Regions from separate parts of the Mus musculus genome. Here region 1 is linked to region 2. A link is a contact called in public targeted proximity ligation data. All regions are on one chromosome and are shown on one strand. The core of a region is the stretch at or near the end of the contact, and the rest is flanking DNA. Distances in the headings are between cores, read along the strand shown. Region 1 has its middle 6.6 kb from the start of Gm32143. Region 2 has its middle 3.3 kb from the start of Gm32081.

Region 1 (3,456 bases), core at 141-2,640, 350 kb after region 2:
CAAAAGACCCATGGAAGGAGTTACAGAGACAAAGTTTGGAGCTGAGACAAACATCCAGGGGTGCATCTAGAGACTGCCATATCCAGGGATTCATCCCATAATCAGCCTCCAAACACTGACACCACTGCACACACTAGCAAGATTTTGCTGAAAGGACCCTGATATAGCTGTCTCTTGTGAGGCTATGCCGGGGACTAGCAAACACAGAAGTTGATGCTCACAACTAGCTATTGGATGAATCACAGGGCCCCTAATAGAGGAGCTAGAGAAAGTACCCAAGGAGCTAAAGGGGTCTGCAACCCTATAGGTGGAACAACAATATGAACTAACCAGTACCCCCCAGAGCTCGTGTCTCTAGCTGCATATGTATCAGAAGATGGCCTAGTGAGCCATCAGTGGAAAGAGAGGCCCATTGGTCTTGCAAACTTTATATGCCTCAGTACAGGGGAACGCCAGGACCAAGAAGTGGTAGTGGGTGGGTAGGGGAGTGGGGGGGGCATGGGGGACTTTTGGGGTAGCATTGGAAATGTAAATGAAGAAAATACCTAATTAAATTTAAAAAAAAAAGAAAAAGAAAAAGAAAAGGCCTCCATAAGATGTAGCTGTAAGGTACTTTCTTAATTAGTGATTGATGGGGAAGGGCTCAGCCCATTGTGGCTGGGGCCATCCCTGGGCTGGTGGTCCTGGGTTCTATAAGAAAGCAGACTGAGCAACCCATGGGGAGCAAGCCAGTAAGCAGCACCACTCCACAGTCTCTGTATCAGCTCTTACCTCCAGATAGCTGCCCTGTTTGAATCCTGTCCTGGCTTCCTTCAGTGACAGACTACAACGTGGAAGTGTAAGCCAAATAAACCCTTTCCTCCCCAAGTTGCTTTTGTCATGGTGTGTTGTCATAGCAACAGTGACACTAAGACACAGTCCACTGTGGCATAGAAGACATGGTGGCAGCAGCTTTAATACTGCTTGTGGCTTCTCTTTTTTCTCTCTTCTAAGCTACAAACCAGCAGTTTTGTAGGAATCTTACCAGAGACCCCATTTACAGGAAAAAGACACACAGTAAATCCTTTGAGCAACCCTACTGACTCTTGACTTTACCTTATGAGACTGTAATTTCATCCAAGGCATCTTCAGAGCCACCTTATTTATCAAAAGAAATAGAAAAGAAAATTGGGAGGGGGGATGATTTCTTAGCAAACATTGGAAATACAAGTTGAGAGCCATCAAAATGGTATATATGGTTAAGGCTAAGAATTAATTGCATACTCTATCTTGAAGAGCCTGTACCCAGCCACCACTTGGATGCGTCGTTTCTACCTTGGGAAACACATCCTGCCACTTGGGTATATCTTATTTTCTTCTGAGTGCCTTTTAACTCTCATGCTTAAGCCTGTATCTAAATATCTTTAATAAAATGTCCAACTTTGCTTCACTATACCAGCAAGTCCTGAAGTTCCCAGTTCATTTCAGCCTTTATTGAGGTCCTTAAAAGCTGAGGGGAACTTCTTAGCCTAGCGAGGCAAGAGCATCATGAACTGTTTCTGTCCTACTGACCTAGCAAACCACATGGGCCCCACAACCTGAATGACACAGGTTGCAGATCGGGTGTCCAAACATATCAGCCTGGGGAGCATATTTCAAACACCCAGCTACCACAAATTGGTAGGTTCATTATTTCCTTTTTTTTTTTTTTTTTTTTTTTTTGATTTTTCGAGACAGGGTTTCTCTGTATAGCCCTGGCTGTCCTGGAACTCACTTTGTAGACCAGGCTGGCCTCAAACTCAGAAATTCACCTGCCTCTGCCTCCTGAGTGCTGGGATTAAAGGCGTGCACCACCATGCCCAGCTCATTATTTCCATTTTTAAGACTAAAAAATATATAAGTACATCAATAATTATGTTTACTAGTGACTATAATTTATAATCTTTTAAAATGCACTAGCAGCAGCTTAGCTGGCTTGCCCCCAATGGGAAATATACAGAATCCACTTTGGTAACTGTTGTCAACAGGATAAAGCTCTGGGATTTAGCACGGCATAGGGGAGGACCCATCAGGATGGCCTCTGTCCACACTCCAGCCACATCTCGTGTCACTTGTCCCCTGGCTCAGCTGTTCTTCCTGCTCCTCTGTTTCATCTCTTATGCAACAGACTGCCACATGTCCTATACCTACATCTACCCCTACATCTCCTAAAAGAAATCTCTCCTCTGTGTGGCCACACTGATTTTCTCAGACTGACCCCAGCCATGTCTAAGGACTGAAGGGCAGTATTAAAACCACCCAAACCAGCTCTTTGAGGAGAGTCTGGTAAGCGAGCACAGCTGAGCCTCTTCCTTTGACTGAAGATCTTTCTGTAGCTCTCTGCAGTGAGGGGGAGACTTCAGCATGAGGCATAGGAGAAAGTGATTGAGAGGCAGGTCCAGCCTGTGCCTGGCTCTCCCTATGCCATAACTGGTGGTCTTTCTGAAACCTAGGCTGGTTGCTCTGTGGGGAGAAAGAAGCAGAAGTTCTTGTCAGGAGTTGGGGGGGGGGGGGGGCGAGCAATGGCAGAAACAGTGCTGAAGAAAAAGCTAAGTCAAAAATAAGGCCAGGCCGGGGAGTTCACAACTTCCTGGAGAAGTCTGCTAGAAGCCTGTTTCAAGTAGGTCGCAGAAGCAGAGCTTCAGTGTGATCCTAGAGGGAAACTAAGCAACTTGTACCCTTTTGGAGACGGGGAACAAAGAGAGGCTCAGGAGGTCATGCTGTCTGCCAGGCAGGGTTACAATGTATGGTCATTTGAGTGAGCAATGTCTCTGACAGGCTCAGGTGTTTGAACAGTTGGTCCCCAGTTGGTGGCGCTGTTGTGGGAGAGGCTACAGCCCTGATGGAGAAATACATTGCTAAGGGTGGGCTTTAAGACTTGAAAAGTCTCACTCCACCTGCAGTCCTGCCTCTGGAATGTGTAGAATTATGTGACCTCCCTGCTTCCTGACCCTGCTGCCGTGCCTGGCCTGATGGACACTTATTCCTCAGAACTATACGCCAAAATAAACTACTTTTCTTTAAGTTGGTTCTGTCCTAGTGTTTCTTCATAGTAACAGAAAAGTAACTGACAGAACTTGTTGAAGAATTACCCAAGCTCTTATCTCTCTCTTCCTCTGGACTGGTTCATTGGCCCCTAACTCTACCTCTATCTCCATGCAGAAACCCCAATGGGCAGGGCCTTCCTCACATCCTCCAGCTGCCAGGTCTAGGTCTGAGCTCTAATGGAAAGCTGGGAAGTCCTATTATCCGTCAAAAGACTGACCAGAGAGCATTAAACAAAGCCAACACTTAGCTTCCCACTTCCCCTCTTACACTGACAATTTAATAGGCACAAGTTCCCAAACTGGGAAAGAGACAAATGATTTGCTTTTCAGACCTCGGATCATAAATACAATCAGACAAACCTAGTTAAATAAATGTGCTCCGCTCAATGAC
Region 2 (3,686 bases), core at 1,076-3,575:
CAACTGGGAGACTTTGTTAACAACCAAGCTGCCCTTTCACACAGAACTGAGCACAGTCAGAGAGGCTGTGGCTATTATACACAAAGGCAGGCATGAAGAGGCTCAGTATCCCTTGGAGGTAGCGCTCACTCACTTGCTCACCCTACCCCAATCCTATCTGCCAATCATATTGGCTGTCTCTCTTCCAAACTGACATGTATCATACCACCTAACTGTTTAATGGTACTATAATACAAATTTCCCAATGCCAGTCATCATTTGTTCCATGTTAAAAGTCCCAGCCTCTCTAAATGTATATTTTTAATATATCTTTAATTGCATCTCCTTTCCTAAATGTATTTACTTTCAGTTCATTTTCCTGCCACAGGCAGAGGGCCCTTCACTAAGGCTTGGGGTTTGATTAGGTCTCCTATGCAAGCCTTAGAGTTTAGTGCCTTACTGGGCTATGGGACTGCCCACACGCACACATTCATTGGTAAACTTAAAGATACTCTCAGTGATGAAAAACTGGGTGGCATGCTGTTTAAGAGCCTAAATTCTGCAGTCAAAGACTGATGAGTTTAAAAAAAAAATCAAAACTGTTTCCATCATTTACGCTTCATATGACCTTGGGAAATGTTCTAAATGGTCTGTCCCATGGATTGCTTAGGCTAACCCAAGAAAAGTAAGTTACTCTTCACAGGGAGGTTGTGAAATGCTTTGAGGACCAGCCACAGCTATTGTCGCCAGCCTGAGAGCTCAATGAAGTGGGTTCTTGGATGAGTCCTCTTGAGTCTTCAGCACAGCCTCTGCTCTTGCTGGAGGCTCAGAAAGGAAGGTCTAGCCAAAGAGAGGCTCCATACCTGTCTAGACTCCTGGCCCGCTGTAGCCTGAAGCAGCCCCTAGAGAGGCTATTGATTCATAGCAAGTTTGGCAAAAATGGGATGCTGAAAGGAGAGACCTTCCCTCGGTGATGTGAGCACCAGGACTCTGTGCCTGAGTCTGTGTAGTAGCCAGGAGGGACAGACAGCTCGGGAAGCTAGAGCTAAAGACTGAGCTTTGAGCCTCAGGCTGGTGGCACTGCTGAGAGAGACAGCTGGTGCGGTTCTCGCTCAAGCTGCTCACCTGCTGTCGGTCCAGTGCAGTGGGAAGAGCTCAGGGAAGCCCCCTTCAGCTCTCCGCACTCACTGGAAAGGCCATTGTGCTCCCTGGAGAGGGGGTGAACTGTGGTGAGCCCCAGGTTCCCCACTCTGGGTCGGAGGGACACTCATTCCCCAGCTGTGGCTCCTTCCGGGATGGGTCCTCATCAGAATCACCTGATGGTCATGGTCTGTTCCAGGACAATCTAATCAGGGTGAGCAACTAGGACAGTCTGACGCCAGAACCCAGGGAAACAGCTCAGGTTCCCGCGGAGAAGGCTGCCAGGTTATGTGTCTCCCTCCTACCAGAGCCTGCCTCCTCTTTCTTCCTCACCTAGCCAAGGATCTCAAGAGGGAGAGAGATTCCCTCCTCCCTTACCCCACCCTCAGTGAGTTGCCCAAGAGACACCTTCCCCAGAGGACAGGCGTCTCATCTGGCCTGAATGGTCCCTACTTTCCCTTTCCCAGGGGGTCGTCTGGGGTCACTTGACCTGACTTTGGCAACATCTGCAGGGAACTGGACACAGGATGGCCCAGCACTGTCTCTTCTGCTTTGGTGGCAGTTTGAGTCAAGTAACCCACACACAGCAAAGAGGAGACTTGCTCCCATGAAAATGTGTGTGTGTGTGTGTGTAGGGGGGCAACCCCACTTTACTTACTCTCTGAGGTTTGGCATCCATTTGTGCTTTTATCCTGCTGTGATTGTATAATAAAGCTTACCTTATCCCGTCCTGTCTAAATGCATACATATTCACTTAGAGAGTTTTCAAGATCCAGTGTGAAGCAATAAAAGGTTCTATAAGTCTAGAATATGACTTACTTTTCATCTATGTGTGCTTAATGTAACTTGTAGGAAAACACAATACAGTTAACCCAAATCAGTAATGAATCTTTTTTATCATGTGTGTGAGTTTTATTTATTCTCCATGACAAGATTTTTCTATAAATCCTACTTTGACTTTACAAAGCCTCAAGTTAAATAAACCATTCAACAAATAAATCAACAGAACTGGAAACAACTGAGAGTTGTGGCCAATATTCTGTTGCCCAGAATGGAGAACTTTCAATAAACACAAACATTAATAAACATATACATACACTGATCCACCCTTCTAGTAAAGTAACTATCTGTGACATGAGCCACATGGTCGGACTTTAGCTGCAGGGTAAGGACTAGAAACCTTGGGAGATGATTAGTCAGTGGGAGGGGCTGACCTGTGCTCCAGACTGACAAAGGGATGTAGCATGTCAGACTTGCCAGGTACACTGGAGGACTGTGGGAGAGAGAACTTAGCATGGCTGGGAGGGCTGGGGAAGCCGCAGAGGTGATCCCTAAACTGCAATTGGAAGGGGCATCTGAGGGAGGGGCAGCCTAGGAAGGAACTTCAGAAGCAACAGGACACATTTGCAGGGTTACTAACAGGTGACTTGTGGGCAGGACAGGAGCCCTAGTCTAAGGCAGAGCTGGGGTTGAAGAGAAGGCAGCAGGCTGACCCTGGGCTCTCTGGGTGATGCTGTGGAATTTGGAATCTTTGTTGATTTTTTTCCACTTGCTTTATTTCTTCTGATCAAACAGAACCTGGTGGCTCTGAGCCCCGGCTACCACTCACAGGCATCTAGCCCCAAGCATCCCCAGGAGACGCTAAGGGTCCCTAGATGATTATTATCACATGCATATTACTAAGCTGACTGACTCTTCCAGTGTGTCCAAGGATTCTATTATATCACTAATGGTTCCAGAACCAGGACAATCTGTCATCCTAACCAAGCTAGGGTGGCCCTCCTGATGTGCCCAGGGAAATAGGGCTCGCCTGCTCATGAGTTGGATTCTTCCTAAAGGTTCCTCCATAAACCACAAATAACCAGCTCCCTACCTCAGCAAAATACCCACTACAGCTCTCGATGACCAAGGTCTGCGGAGTGGCAACTACCTTTCCCCCCTACCAATGAGCAGCAGGACAGTCACCCCTCCCTGCCATGCCACCTTCTGAGGTGCCCACAGCCCCACAGAGATGAGCCAAGCCTCGGTGTAAGAAAGGTTTGTGAGCGAGTGCTTCTAATTCCAGGGAGCAGTCACCTCGAGGGCAGGCCTGCCAGAGCCTTCTGGTGCTCCTGGCCTCGGGGCTGGCTCCAGGTAAGAGAGTCCAGCACACACCCACAGCCAGGACATTTGGGCCAACTGTCAAATGGCTTTCAAAGTCTCAGGCCTGCTTGCTTCCCAGAGAGGCAAACACCACTGCTGCCATTCAAGATTTAGTCCTTCACTTCCTTGGTGGTAGGTTTTATTTAGAAGGGCTTAACAGTGGAAGTGTTTGAGGACTTCGGAAAGACTGTTTAAAGGAAGAGACCGTTGGGACACGTCATCCCATCACACACAAGCACACATCTGCATGCCCCTCCCCTTCTATTTCCCCTTGAATTCGGGCTACAGTATGGATTTGATGGTTGGCACCCCAGCAACTGTCCCGTGACCTTGAGAAGAAACTATTCATTAAGACTATTTAGCCTAAAAGACAGATGAAAGCCTGAGTCTTTGGGGGACCAACAAGTTACCTTAATAGTCTGTGA

What was found.
Region 1: a targeted proximity ligation map of the SCID.adh cell line shows a contact between it and region 2, with 3 times the contacts expected there. A contact is called at or near these places in 18 of 484 Hi-C or Micro-C datasets (the C2C12 cell line, the G1E-ER4 cell line, the HL-1 cell line and 11 more), 6 of 130 datasets of targeted methods (the NIH/3T3 cell line, the SCID.adh cell line, T-cell acute lymphoblastic leukemia and 3 more) and 1 of 9 other capture datasets (embryonic stem cells).

Annotation. Positions count from the first base shown.
Region 1 is chr19:36,530,456-36,533,911 of GRCm38.p6, forward strand. No RefSeq gene overlaps it. Among named protein-coding and RNA genes, the nearest start is that of Gm32143, 6.6 kb to the right of the region's middle.
Region 2 is chr19:36,179,461-36,183,146 of GRCm38.p6, forward strand. No RefSeq gene overlaps it. Among named protein-coding and RNA genes, the nearest start is that of Gm32081, 3.3 kb to the right of the region's middle.